Regions from separate parts of the Sus scrofa genome. Here all the other regions are linked to region 3. A link is a contact called in public Hi-C and HiChIP or PLAC-seq data. All regions are on one chromosome and are shown on one strand. The core of a region is the stretch at or near the end of the contact, and the rest is flanking DNA. Distances in the headings are between cores, read along the strand shown.

What was found. A called contact is a pair of places that touch in the nucleus more often than the background predicts. HiChIP or PLAC-seq counts read pairs in DNA pulled down with a chosen protein or histone mark.
Region 1: a contact with region 3 is called in an H3K27ac HiChIP or PLAC-seq map of alveolar macrophages. The contact joins the promoter of EEFSEC here to the promoter of RPN1 in region 3. A contact is called at or near these places in 1 of 5 promoter capture datasets (fetal liver) and 1 of 2 datasets of contacts at active chromatin or transcription factors (alveolar macrophages).
Region 2: a contact with region 3 is called in a Hi-C map of embryonic fibroblasts, with 2.1 times the contacts expected there. The contact joins the promoter of RAB43 here to the promoter of RPN1 in region 3. A contact is called at or near these places in 2 of 5 promoter capture datasets (fetal liver and liver), 2 of 47 Hi-C or Micro-C datasets (embryonic fibroblasts and liver) and 1 of 2 datasets of contacts at active chromatin or transcription factors (alveolar macrophages).
Region 4: a contact with region 3 is called in an H3K27ac HiChIP or PLAC-seq map of alveolar macrophages. The contact joins the promoter of GP9 here to the promoter of RPN1 in region 3. A contact is called at or near these places in 1 of 5 promoter capture datasets (fetal liver) and 1 of 2 datasets of contacts at active chromatin or transcription factors (alveolar macrophages).
Region 5: a contact with region 3 is called in a Hi-C map of skeletal muscle, with 6 times the contacts expected there. The contact joins the promoter of LOC102162880 here to the promoter of RPN1 in region 3. A contact is called at or near these places in 2 of 5 promoter capture datasets (fetal liver and liver), 4 of 47 Hi-C or Micro-C datasets (heart right ventricle, liver, mesenteric adipose tissue and 1 more) and 1 of 2 datasets of contacts at active chromatin or transcription factors (alveolar macrophages).

What each region holds. Positions count from the first base shown.
Region 1 is chr13:72,194,953-72,197,652 of Sscrofa11.1, forward strand. EEFSEC (selenocysteine-specific elongation factor) reads right to left here and starts at 1,393. Exons shown (of 7, transcript XM_021069440.1): 1 at 631-1,393. The coding sequence starts at 925. It overlaps RUVBL1 (ruvB-like 1), which reads left to right and starts at 1,267. Exons shown (of 11, transcript XM_021069443.1): 1 at 1,267-1,396.
Region 2 is chr13:71,594,883-71,597,582 of Sscrofa11.1, forward strand. RAB43 (ras-related protein Rab-43) reads right to left here and starts at 1,436. Exons shown (of 3, transcript XM_021069416.1): 1 at 1,090-1,436. The coding sequence starts at 1,287.
Region 3 is chr13:71,891,260-71,893,959 of Sscrofa11.1, forward strand. RPN1 (ribophorin I) reads left to right here and starts at 1,341. Exons shown (of 10, transcript NM_214333.1): 1 at 1,341-1,612. The coding sequence starts at 1,349.
Region 4 is chr13:71,559,810-71,562,509 of Sscrofa11.1, forward strand. GP9 (glycoprotein IX platelet) reads left to right here and starts at 1,299. Exons shown (of 1, transcript NM_001141989.1): 1 at 1,299-1,820. The coding sequence starts at 1,299. The coding sequence ends at 1,820.
Region 5 is chr13:71,621,418-71,624,117 of Sscrofa11.1, forward strand. It overlaps LOC102162880 (pre-mRNA-splicing factor ISY1 homolog), which reads right to left and starts at 1,418. Exons shown (of 12, transcript XM_021069415.1): 1 at 1,397-1,418; 2 at 1,172-1,286. The coding sequence starts at 1,174.

The DNA of each region.
Region 1 (2,700 bases), core at 143-2,642, 300 kb after region 3:
TGAAGAGATTAAGAGCAAAGAGATCCTGATGTATAGCACTCGGAACTCTATCTAGTCACTTACGATGGAGCACGATAATGTGAGAAAAAAGAATGTATACATGTATGTGTAACTGGGTCACCTTGCGTACAGTAGAAAATTGACAGAACACTGTAAACCAGTTATAATGGAAAAAATAAAAAAATTTTTAAAAGATTAAGAAAAAGATGGTACAAGTGTACAATGGAAATTCATGTGACCTTTAAAAAGAATGATGTCTCTTTATATGTACAGATAAGATACCCCGAGTATTGAGTGAAACAGTGTAAGTGGTGTTAACTATTCTGTTAAAAAAAATAAATAAGAACAAGAGGAGGGGTTGACTTATACACGGGCCTGCCTGTCTTCACACGGAGTCCCTAAGACTGGCACCCAGACCGGGAAAGCAGGAGACTGGGGGCAGTGAATGGAGACCTTCTGGGCACTTTCTGTGGTCCTGAGTTGCCCTAACTCGTGCGTGTATTACAAACACATGTGGTACAAACGAAACACTTTCGCTGTTTCTAGAGAGGCCCCTCCTGCTGGGGTGGTGCGAGGGGCTCCCGCGCCGCGCCCCCCGCCCGGCAAGGCGCCCCCGCCGTCTGTGCTCACCGCCGATGATGGTCCGGATGAGGGAGGCGTGCCCGGGGCAGTCGACCAGCGTGATCTGCAGCTCGGCCCCGGACTCGGGCTCGGTCCCCGGCGGCGCCGGCCTCAGGCGCTCGGGCAGTGGCACCGAGAAGCACGAGAAGCCCAGGTCGAGCGTGATGCCGCGCTCGCGGCTCTGCGGCTGCTTGTCGAAGGCCGCGGTGGAGGCTGTTGTGCTGAGCGCTCGCGCCAGCGCGGTCTTGCCGCTGTCAATGTGGCCCAGGACGCCCACGTTCACGTTCACCCGCCGGCCCGCCATGCCGCCGCCGCGGTCCGCCAGCTAAGCCGACCCCCGCCGCCCGCGCCCCGCTCGTATGTTCCGGCGCCGAAGCTTCCGCCCGCCGTCCGCCGCCCGAAGCCGGGGAGCCCAGAGCTTGAGGCGCCGTCCGCCTCTCGCTCAGTCTCCGCGGTCTCACTTCCACTCGTTCATTCTCAGGGCCTCGCGGGGACGGCGCTCTCCCCGCACCACGTGGGCGGGGGTGGGGGGCGACAAACAGGGACCGAAAGCCGAACCGACCGCTGCTCGCACGAGAAGCCCCCGGGAAAGTAGAGCCCAGGCGGCAGGACTGGAGCCGGGGAGGCGGCTGGTGGCGAAGCTGAGGCGCGCGGCTCAGAAGAGCCCGCGTGGAAAAAACTGGGGAGGGCCGCCGGGAAAGGACGGCTGTTTTCCCGACGCGGCAACACGCACCCGGGTCAATGGCGTCCCGCACAGCTCCAGGCCGTGTGTAAGGTGCGTGCGCGCGGGGGAGAGCCCACGAATCTCACGCTTTTCAAGTGTTATCCATAAAAAGTGTCTCCCCGTCAGCAACAGGGATCACAGCTTTAAATGCTTGCACTGGCCAGGCAGGTGCCTCACAGGAGAGGCGTCAGCAGGCTATGTCCTGTGTAGACCCGGGAGCCCCTGCTCAGCTTCAGCCAAGGGAAAGTGGGCGAGAATGCGAGCTGAACATTGCCTCATCTTCTCGATTTCCGAGAGGAGAGAGCGTTTCCATATGAAATCTGAGGAACACATGCTTTGTTGAGCCATGAGACTTGGGGCTGTCTACCTGCCCTGACTTATACCTAAGCGCTGGCCAGCAGCAGGGCTGGGGCTTTAACACCAGGTGGGTCTTCCTGCCTCCACCTCCCATAGCCGCTGGCTCCAAGCCAGGTCCTACCCCAGCAGCAACCTGGGCATGAGCCTCCCGTTGAGTCCAGCCCTGTCTCCACAAGTGCCAAGGAGATGGCAACTCTGGGTTGTCTGAAACTCAGCCAGATGAAGACTGTAGTTGGGGTTGGCTGTGCCCCTGCACCAAGCAGAGAAATAGAGAGCCTGGCTGGGCAGGTGTGAGTCATAAGCTCACTCCAAGGTTGCAGGGGAATGCCCTGTAGGAACTGGGGCACTTTTGCCAGCAAAATGCAGGTCACATCAAGCCCCTCCTGTGTCCTTTGTCTCTATCCTGGCTTCTATCCCAGTGAGGCAAGTTTGCTTTAGATCAGGCTGGTGCTCTGGCACTCTACCCGTCCTAGCCCACTGAGGACCCCTTACATGTCTTTGCTTGCCCTCAGCCTGGTACATGCAAAGGCTCCATAACTGTTTCTTGAGTGGACCCACCCCTGAACCTCCAGCCCACAAAGACACTCTCCTCTGCAGCAGACTCCTGGGTCGCAGCCTGGATTGTAAACCTGGACCCCAGGCACTGAGAAATGATTGACAGGGAACTGCCTGCAGAACTATGATTATTTGGGATTTGTACTTAATGTTCCTTTCTGTTTCTTTAATGCCATTTTGTACTAAAGTAGTTCAAAGTTCTTTACAAACAGCTAGTAATTAATTCAACTTCATTAAGGCCAATTAATCCAGGATTAATTATAAATTTTCCCAGAGGAAGTTATTATACTTTGCTCTTTGATTTGAGTTTTGGCTTTAAAGATTCTTTTAGGAGTGAAATGGAAATTTCTCTTTTCTCTGAGGGTATCTACCTTGCCAGTGATTGTGTTAACTATGTACCTTCCTCCACACATCCTCTACTAACCTTGGATTAGGTTGTCACC
Region 2 (2,700 bases), core at 186-2,685, 300 kb before region 3:
CAGAAATTATCCCAATTTTGCAGAAACAAAGAGCTAAGCATCCTGGCAAAAGGCAACGGATAGCAGGCCTATAGCAGCCCAGGGAGGCTGAGCTCCACAGCAGCAGGCTCAAGGGACCCAATACAACCATCCGGCTCAACTCGAAAACACGGAGATAACAGGAGAGACACTTGCCCTGTGCAGTCCCTGTCCAGGGCTCTTAGGCGCTGGCTGGGGAAGTGGGAACTCAAAACCTTGAGAGAAAGGAAAGGATTTCCGAGCAGCGCAGTTAAGTCAAGTTACGGAGCAAGAACAATATAGTCTCTTGCTCTACTAGGAAGGCTGGCACCCAGGTGAAGAAACTGATTCATTAATCACCAATGTTAGTTATCAAACAATTGCTAGGATACTGAGACAGCTACATCTCGCTGTTTCTGTGCGGAGCCATTGCCAGCGCTCGGTCCTCTCCCCCACCTTCCGGTGTCTAGTGAAGTTTTCAGTTCCTACGAGCTGAGCTGGGGGAGGGGACCCAGGCTGGCCCAGGCCGAGTAAAGTTCCACCACCAGGTCCACAAAGAGACTGCAGGGAGGCGTGGCCAGGCCGGAAATTCTGACAAAAAGTTTTGGCCCTCCGGCCCTACAAGCAACTACTTCCTGGTCCCGCCTAGTCGTGGAGGGGGGGTGTCCCCTTCTGCCTAGGGTCCCCACCCGAGGGCCGAATTGGAGACTCCGATCGTGGTGGGGCAGGGCCAGGACGGCCAGGAGCCCCCCCTTGTGCCGGTGCCCTAGGCGCTCCGCCTGCCGGCGCTGGATAAGCTATTTTGGAGCAAAGTCCCCCCGGCGTGCAGCTCTGGAGGGCAGGGCCTCCCCCTCCGCACTCCCCCCAGCGCACGCACCCACGCACCCCGAGGCGGGCGCTGTGCGCACGGAAGCCAAGGCCCAGGCCTGCTCGGACGCGAGGACGGGGAGGGGGCTAGCGGGGGCGCTGGCCGCTGCAGAGCAGTCGGGGAACTAGCCGCGGCCCCCGCCCCACGGAGGGGACCCTCCAGGGTCCTGACGTCCCTAGTGCCCCGGGGCCCGGCTGCACGGCGGCCCAGGCCGGGACTCCCACCTTGACCCGCTGGCCCTGGATCTCCAGCGTCTTCATGGTGAAGTCCACGCCGATGGTGCTGCCCTGGCGCTCCGAGAAGGCGCCGGTCTTGAAGCGCTGCACTACGCACGTCTTGCCTACGCTCGCGTCGCCCACCAGCACCAGCTTGAACAGGAAATCGTACTGCTCGTCCGGGTCCCCAGGGCCCGGCCCCGCCATGGCCTCGGGAGCCCAAGGGCCGGCACTCTGGACGCTGGGGCGGCCTGGGCTCACGCAAGCCGCGGACCGCCTGGCGACGTGGAAGCGCCGCAACACCTGGAGAAGGGACGCCACCGCCCGCTATGCCCGGGCCCGCCCCACCTGCCCCGCCCCGCAGCCGCGGTTCCGCCCCGGACTCGCCTGGTCCAGCCCTCTACTTAGCGACAGGCCAATCCGGATCTCAGGGCCGCTTTGGGTACTGCCCAGGACACGCCCCTTCCGGACTCCGCCCCCAGACCGCCTGCCATCAGACCCCGCCCCCATCCGTACTGCAGCCTCAGTACTGCCTCTCAGGACCGCCTCCAATGAGACTCCGCCCTCAGACAAGACCCAATCAGAATCCATTTCAGAACCCCCCCTCACCCTTACCCCGGCAAGACCCCTCCCCAATCCCGGCTCTCGGTCCCGCCCCCATTGCCAATGAGCCCTCGGGGATGCCCTCAGCGGGTTAGCACTTCTCGGCTCCGCCCTTAATCCCGCTCACAGCCCAACTCCTCCAGTAGCACCACTCCCTGCACCCGCCTAGCGCCCACAGACTTTGTATGCCTCCCGCTCCCGAGACCTGGCCCATAGCTGGGCTCCCCTACCTGCCTGGCCTCTCCTACCTGAGCTCTCCCAGACCTACATTCAGGAGCGAACTCGAGGGAAGGTGAGGTCTCTGAGACACGTTAACCTAGCCCTTGGACGCAAAATGGCCTCTTCTAGGATGGATCTCTGGGGAAGGGACAGCCAGTGCTCACACCAATAGCACCGACAGGGATCCCCTCCAACAGAGGATGCCATAAGTGGTGGCATTTTCCCATGTTGAATAAGGAAAAGGAGACAAAGAAGGCTTCGGTGAGGCCAAAAACTAAGCTGGCTACAAAACTGGGCCAGAATCCTTGTGGGGAAGGGGCCTGAGGGCTATGTGCTCAAGGTGACACCCCCACCCCAGCCAGGTTTCTGGGAGAGTGGAAGTGGGAGACCCATTTCGTGGGAGGCTAGGCCAGGAGGAGGTGGGGGATCCCAAGCCCAAAAGGCAGCCCACAGTGGTAGAGGGAGCTGCCCAAACATCTCAGGATGGGGACACAGGCCTAGGGGGAACTGACCCACCTGATAAGCATCAAAGATTGTCCTGAGGAGTTCCTGTCCTGGCTCATCAGAAACAAATCCGACTAGGAACCATGAGGTTGCTGGTTCAATCCCTGGCCTCGTTCAGTGGGTTAAGGACCCAGTGTTGCTGTGAGTTGTGGCGTAGGTTGCAGATGCGGCTTGGACCTGGCGTTGCTGTGGCTGTGGTTGTGGCTGGCAGCAACAGCTCCGATTAGACCCCTAGCCTGGGAATCTCCTTGTGCCGCGGGTGTGGCCCTCAAAAGACAAAAAAAAAAAAAAAAA
Region 3 (2,700 bases), core at 91-2,590:
GGAAATTCCATATGTTGCGGGGTGGCCAACAAACAAACAAACAAACAAAAACCATGCCACAACACTTGAGGCATGTCTTTGCTGTACAATTGTCACTTAGTGGAAAAAAATCAAAATGGTTCATTCATTTCAGGTTTGGTGGATGGCCCTAGATTTGCACCTGGCTATTGCCAAAACAACTTCCTTGTACAGCATTTTAATAGTGACTGTTAGATGTTTGACACTATCCATCCTGGCATGGGTGATGGGGAGTTAGGAAATCAGGTTTCTAGCCCCAGCTTTGCTCTTAAATAGCTGTGTATCTTTGGATAAATTACCCTCCCTGGACTTGTATTTCACTTTCAGAAAATAAGGATCGTATTGGGATAGCTAATGCTTCTTTTTGTCTGTGAAAATCTGGGGTTTTATTCAACAGCCTGGAGTAGTCCAAAGAGCTCCAGTTCAGGGTCAGTCTAGGTTTCCAAACAACCTGACATTTACTGACTTTGTTGTGTGTTTACTCATCTATACAGTAGGGGTAAATAGCATTTATAATAAAAAATTCATTTATTCATCCAATCAGTGCTAACTGGTCACTATGCCCCACATGCTGAGGTCCTGGGACGAACAGTCTAGACAACGTCCCTGCCCAGCAGAGCAAAACTTCTGTATAAGTTCCTTATTGATGCTGTAACAAATTACTGCAAACTCAGTGGCTTAAAATAACACCAACTTAAATCTATAGTTTCCTAGGATAGAAGTCGGAAACGGGCGTCACTGGGATAAAGACAAGGTGCTTTTGGTTTGTCCTATGTTTCTTGTGGTCTCCCTGAGGTGCATTTTCAGTTCTGTGGGCAGTATCGCAGGAGTGAGGTGCCCTTCTGGGTGTGGTACGTGACGTCACTACGTCCTTCGGTCGGTGATGTTAACCTTGGTCAAGGTGGTGTCTGCCAGGATTCTGGAATATCAATTTACTATTTACCCCTTTGTAATTACTAAGTATTGTAGGGGAGATACTTTGAGACTGTGCAGATGTCCTGTTTCTGCTTAAATTTTTGCTAAAGCTTTTACGTTCTCCGTTAGGGCTATATTCTACCCCATCAGGAAGCAGAAAAGCCACCGTCTCGGTGGGGAGTCGGAGGGTGGCGGGAGAGGCGGAGTGCCAGGGCTCCTTCCCGCGAGAATAGATCGGGAGTGCGCGCGCAGGCAGGCGCCCGGCGGGTCGCCTGTTGCCCTGGAGAAGGGGGTCCTCAGCCCTGGGCGCCGCCATCTTGGGATGCTGGCGGACCCAATGGTCAACTGCGTCGTGGCGGAGGCGGGGCGCAGGGGCGGGCTGGCGGGCGGCCTGAGGCTCAGCTCCATCCCGGCCATGGAGGCGCCCGCAGTCTGCCTGCTACCGCTGCTGCTGTTGCTCTGGGCCTGGGCCCCGGCGCCGGGCCGCGCCTCCCCCGAGGCGCTGCCGCTGGTCAACGAGGACGTGAAGCGCACGGTGGATCTGAGCAGCCACCTGGCTAAGGTGACGGCCGAGGTGGTCCTGGCGCACGCGGGCAGCAGCTCCTCGCCCCGCGCCGCCTCCTTCCTACTAGCCCTGGAGCCCGAGCTGGAGGCCCGCTTGGCGCACCTCGGCGTGCAGGTGAGCTGGGGCCGAGGCGGCGGGGACACGTCAGCACAGGCCGGCGGGCGGGGCTTGGGGTGCTGCTGGCCGGGCCGGAGCGCGATTGGCGAGCGAGGGTGGACTCTGTCCAGTGCGATCGGAAATGGAGCAGCATGTCCCCTGCTTCACGTCTGAATCGTTTGAAACCGTTGTTAATGTAACGCATTTCTTTTGGTCGCGATTTAACTCTTTAAAGGGTTTATTTCTTTTAGTTGAAAGAGTCATACAAGTAATACAGTACAGAAAGTGAAGTCCGGTTCTCTCCCCCTAGACCGGTTGTCATTCTCACGCTGAAGCAGTAAATGGCTCCCAAGTTTGCCTAATCAGTTTCACGCCTCTTGAGGAAGCTGTTGGCTTTGGGAATAGAGAGAATATACCTATGCAGAGGTTTGCTTTTTATTACTGCTTTCATTAAATAGCAGCCATTAAGTCATTACCCAGTTATTGGTTGGGAGAATAGTCATTACAGTGTCGTGTTTCTTCCAAGCACGCCTCTGTCTGACTGAGTTTGGAGATACAAAGCTACCTTTACAGAGATTATGCTTCTGAAATGACTCCTGTACCTTTCATGCCTTGTCTAAAATTTGAAACACAGTTTTGCTTAAAGGTTTGTGGAAAGATTAAAACTTCATTTGAATGTTTTGAAGGTTCAATCGCATTCTTTTATAAAAGCTAGTGCTGATTTAGTGAGGTTGCCACAGGATTACTATCTGGCCTTCATGCTGGAGAGTCTTACAGGCTGGGTTATTGTACTGGTGCCTTATTGAGACTTTATGTCAGGTACTATGGTAGATATTTTAAGTACATCCTCATTTAACTCTCATGGTAGCCCTTTGAGGTATACTGTTAGTGCACCTGAGGAGTCTGAAGTCTGGGAGGGGAAGCTGTATAACCCACTATGTGAGGTCTTCGAACAAAGAGTTGAGCTTTGGTTTAAGACTCTGTATGTTCTTCACTGTCTCATGTTGTCTCTTCTGGACTAGTTGGTTCAAAGGTAGGGTTCTGTTGGAGTATAAAACCTGCAGTCTCATCACCAGCTTTGCTCAGAGTCATTTTTTAGTTTGTAG
Region 4 (2,700 bases), core at 49-2,548, 330 kb before region 3:
TTTCCCACACATCCTGTAGTGAGACTCATGGAGGCAATGGGGTACAGTGGGATGTACAGTGGGACCCCCGCCTCCGTAAATGGGGGCTGACCTGTGGTTCTGTGCACAAGGCCCCAGGACGCCTCAGGACCAGCTCCTGGAGATAGGCCCTCCGGGGCTGCATGCTGGATAAGCCAGGCTATTTTCATCATTTCCTTCCTCCCACTCAGGCAGGAGCCACCATCTGCTGCACCACATAGAGCAGCCACTGCACCCTCAGCCAGAATAGTTCAGGACACAGAAAGGGGTGCCCAACAGCAGGCCTGCCAGGTAAGTGGCCCTCATCTCCCAGCACCACCTCCTACATGGTAGGGCCTCCCAGGGGTGGGAGGCGGGGAGCAGATCCAGGTCCTGCAGGAAGGAAGCCAGCAGGCAAGTCCAGCCTCTGTCCCTCCTTCATTCCCCTAGAGAGGATGGGAGTGGGGGGTATTTGCTCTGTGACGAGATTGATTAGTTTATTCAACCAACTCATTGGAAGCCTGCCCCGAGCCAGGCCCTGGAGGGGGAGTTTGTCTGCAGCAGGGGAAACAGCCCCCACTGAGTCCCAGAGGAAAGGCAGTGAACCTGGCAGAGCCAGGCTCTTGAGATTGAGTGCTTGGTCTCTGGGCAGCCATGCACAAGTCACTCTCCCTCTCTGGGCCTCAGATTTCCAACTTAAGGGAGAGCCTTGCTTTCCAGGTGGAGCCTCTTCTGGGTACCCATCCCTATGTCCTTTCCACATCCTCACCCAGCGACTGTCTACACCAGGGACCATGTGAACTCTCTGCCCTGGCCAAGCTGTGTGGTCTGTGGCATGAACACCATCTGCCAGACCCTGACTTAGGCGCTGGGGGTGGGGACTGGGCACAGTCTGGGAGACCCTCTTCAGACCCTTCCCAGGCTCTGGGGGCAGAGGCTAGGGCCAGGGCTCTGATCATTTAGCAGGCATCTGCTCCCCCCAACCCTGAGCAGGGGTTGGGGTCTCTGCTAGGGGACAGCAGGGCCCTCCCCTGTCCCAAGAAGGGACTAAGCCCCACCCCCTGCCCCCAACACAGCTGAGCGTCCTGCCTTCTGAGCTTCCGGGGAGGATCAGCTGGCCTGGGTCGTCGTGCTTCACTTCCCTGTCCCCACCGCCCACCTCCCGGAGGAGAAGCCGAGGCCTGAGAGGGAGGTGAGTGGTCCTTTGTCCGGTCGGGTCCCACGGATCCTCAGGATAGGGTGCAGGCCCCAGTACTACCACCCCATCTCACTACCAGTTGTCCCCGCAGCCCACCTGCCCGATGCCGGCGTGGGCGGCTCTGTTGCTGCTCTGGACGGCCGTTCAGGCGGCCGAGGACTGCCCGGCCGCCTGTAGCTGCCGCACCCTGGGCACCATGGGGCTGGAGGTGGACTGCCAGAGCCGGGGACTCGCGGCCCTGCCCGCCCTGCCGGCCCACACGCGCCACCTCCTGCTGGCCAACAACAGCCTGCGCTCCGTGCCGCCCGGCGCCTTCGACCACATGCTCCAGCTGCAGACCCTCCAACTGGCGAACAACCCCTGGCACTGCGACTGCGGCCTCACGTACTTGCGCCTCTGGCTGCAGGACCGCGCCCCGGGGGAGCTGCCGCGCGTGCGCTGTGCGAGCCCCGGCCACGCCTCCGGCCGCGCGCTCAGCCAGCTCAGCGGCTCAGAGCTGGGAGCCTGCGGCTGGAGTCTCCGGGCGTCCTGGGCGTCCCCGGGTGGGCCGTGGTTGGACGTGGCGCTGGCCGTCGTGGCCGCGCTGGGCCTGGCTCTGCTGGCGGGCCTGCTGTGCACCGTCTAGGCCCTGGGCGGTGCTACCGCCCCCGGAGCCCAAAATAAACCGGCAGCTCAGAGATGGGTTTCCCATTAGTACCGGAGCCTGGCTCCTTCTGGAAACCAGCGTCCCTCAGTTGGGGCTTCTCTGTTGTGCACCCGCTCCAAGTTCCTAGTGCCATGATTTGTCCCACCTCCACGCCCCTCTCCAGGCACCTGCAGTTCCACAATCTCTCGACACCCCTAGCCCTTCCCCTGCGCCTGCGGGTCCTGGGAGACTGGGTCCTGGGATACCCTCTCAAAGGGACAGCATCTGCTTCCTACATGGCCTCTCGCAGCCCAGACCAACCTCCCGTCAACATCCAGCCCCTCTCCAAGCTCCAGGAAACCTTGTCTTCAGACACAGCAGTGAGCAGAGAGGACGCATGGACCCCAAGTGGAAGGCGAGGGGCTATACCTGTCTCTGTGACAGACAGGCCTTGGAAGGCACATCACTGTTTCCCAAATGGCCTTTGACTCTCTGTTCTGTCCATGAGGGCACCCCATCTTTTGTCATCTTCTGCTCTCTCTCTCTCTCCTTTTCCTCCTCTGCACTCTTCCCCAGAAACAAAACAACAAATTCCTCCCTTTCCTGTGGAAGCAGCCCCCCGTCTTCGTGCTAGGGTCAGACACCCTCAAGGTCTGAGCTCTCCCCTACCCCCAAAAAAAGTCACCCAAATCTCCAAACAAGAGAGAAGAATCTGGTGCCAGCAGTTCAGTAATACTTTTCTCCACCATATCAGATAACAACCAAATCAATTATACCAAGGTCCCCCTCTCAAGGAGGGCCAAGTGACAGACCTGTGGGTCAGAGGGTGACACAGGAAGGCCAAAGGGACACAGAGCAGCACTGGAGGTCACTGGCCCAT
Region 5 (2,700 bases), core at 168-2,667, 270 kb before region 3:
GCCACAGCAACTCAGGATCCAAAGCGAGGTCTGTGACCTGCACCACAGTTCATGGCAATGCCGAATCCCAGATCCACTGAGTAAGGCCAGGGATTGAACCCAAATCCTCACAGATACTAGTCGGATTTGTTTCCACTGCATCACAATGAGAACTCCCCGGCATGCAGTTTGTAGATGCTCAGCAAAAGTGAGATCGATTTAAATCTTTCTGACCCTCTTTTTCACGGGACAGAGAAACAAATTTGGCAAATGCTTATATATAAAAGTGAACACATATCTACTAAGGGATAAAACTGAGAGGCTGTCCCAGGAGAAGCCATCATCTTGAAGGCTGAGGCTGTCCTCACCTTAATTAGTCATCAAAGCCTACACATTCTAAGTATTTAATTCAGTGTTTCTCCACAATGACTCCATGCTTAAAAAACAGCATGCTGGGTACTAGAATTTTGGTCATGGTTCTTGCTTTTACGGGAACTCATAGGAACTTCCACCTCAAAACAATGTATGATGTGATGAGGGCTTGTACAACCGCAAATGTGAAGGTATGATGAGGGCAGTTACAGAAAATACCCAACCACTCCTGAAGCCAGAAACATCCAGGCCCAGGGATCCTTCTCCCGGGCTAGGGAAAGGAGAGCGGGAATGCCCCAGGCTTGTCAGAGTTCAGAAACGAAGCTCGAGGCTGAGCCGGCCAGCAGGAAGCAGCAGTACGGGACATATCGTCCAAAGCCTGGGGAACAGAAACGGCTGCTTTTGCCCTAAGGATTCACAACCTCCTGCAACGACACTATGTAGCACTCTTTCCGTTCCTGGGCGCAGACGACGCGCCAAGGCACCGAGTGAGACGTTAACTAAGCTACGGTGAAAGACCCTGTGCTCTGCGAGTGTCTATCCAGTCGGGGGAGACACACAGCAAACGGCGTGGGGCCGGCCTGGCGCCTGCCCAGCCTCGGTTTTCCCGATGAGTAACTACAGCGCTCCACACCGGCTGCGGACGACAGGGCGGTTGCCGAGGTCCAGTTTCCCCCAACTTGTGAGCGAAGACGAGACGGGAAGGGACTCCCCGCGTCACAGCCGCGGAGCTGGAGGACGCAGGCGGGCCGCCGGAGAGCCCCAGGCCGGGCACCCTCACGGCCTACCGCTCTCTCCCCTTACTCCCAACCCTACTCACCATGATGCGAGAGAGAGCGCCGCCCTTGGGCCCAGCGGCCCCAACCCACGTAGATTCACCTCCCGACGCGCGGCTAATAGGAACCGGACTTTAGTTGAAAGCACCACCAGTTTCTCTATCGGACGGAAAAATGGAAAGGACCGGAAGTGAGCGACCGGAAGCAAAACGGAGAATTGGCCTGGGGAGGGGGAGGAAATGAACGCGCATTCCCCTAGACAGCCTCACCATGGCGTTTGGACGGCGCACCAAAGCGCACGTACAAAAAAAAAAGGACGTTGGCAGAACTGCGCTTGCGCAATGTGACTGACGTGGCTGGTCCACTGGCTTTGCTCTCGCGATAAAACGCGAGATTTCTAGCAGTAACTGCTGCAACTTCGGATCTCGCTCTGCATTTGCGTCTAAGGAGGTGCGGGCTTTCGAACGCCGCAGTAGTTACGCGTCCCGCGGACCCTGTCTGATTCTGAAAGAACAGACACACCGTGTGCGGGCCTCGTCAACTCCTGCCCGCCTCTCTGGCATTTACATGGGGCCTATGCTTTTTCTGAGATTTTCTCCTGGAATCGCGGGGTCAGAGCTGGACCAGTGCTTGAGGTCACTTTCTTTTAAAATAGAAATGTAAGGTCCAAGGAAGAAAAACGCACTTACTGGAGGAGGCTGATGAGAGAGGTGGTGTATCACTGCCCGCAGAGGGGAAGTCGGTAGGTGTGTGCTGGGCACATTGCTGGGATCGGAAGGTCCTTAGTCAAGGACCGGGAAGGCAGGGGAGAGGCCACGATCCGGATGGTTCTGCTGGCTCCTCCCACAGGGTGTCAGTGTTGCAGTGAACTGTGGTGTGGAATTCAGGCGAGGGCTGGTGGCTACTTCAGCCACTTACAGCGGCTGGCCCTTTGCAAGCACGGTGCTTCGCCGCGGTTACTTCTGCCACTGGCACACCGGCCGCAGTCAGGAAGCACCACATCAGGCAGGACGGACACGTACTGGGAATGGGCACCAGGGTCAGGCCTGAACTATGACCAGTATTCTCCGTGAACGTTTAGGAGGGGCTATGGCCGTCGCACCTCCGCAGCAGCTAGATATGAGTCTGCTAATAAATAATGGCCAGTGGGAATTGAATGAAAGGAATGTGTGTCGCTTAGGCGGTACCATGCAAAGTACCCACGTTCCTTCTCTGGTGACTATGGGAACAGCCACCTTGAACTCAGAAATGAAGTATTGTGATCATTTGGATGGTCCTTCCCTAGCTGACAGCCACTTTCAGACTCCAAGGGCAGACAGTCCTTAGTACGTGGAAGTCATTGAGTTGCTGAAAGATTTCAGGCTTTACCTGGAGCCCACTACTCAATCTTCAGTTGTGTAAACCAGTAAATTCCCTTTAGTGTTGAAATCAGTGAGAGTCTGACTTCCTGGTACTTGAAACAGCATGCTGATCCATTTATCTTGCCAGTCTGCTAAAGTCCTTCCTCTGCTCATCCTGCTGCTGTTTTTTGTCTTTTTAGGGCCACACCCTCCACAAAAGAAGTTCCCAGTCT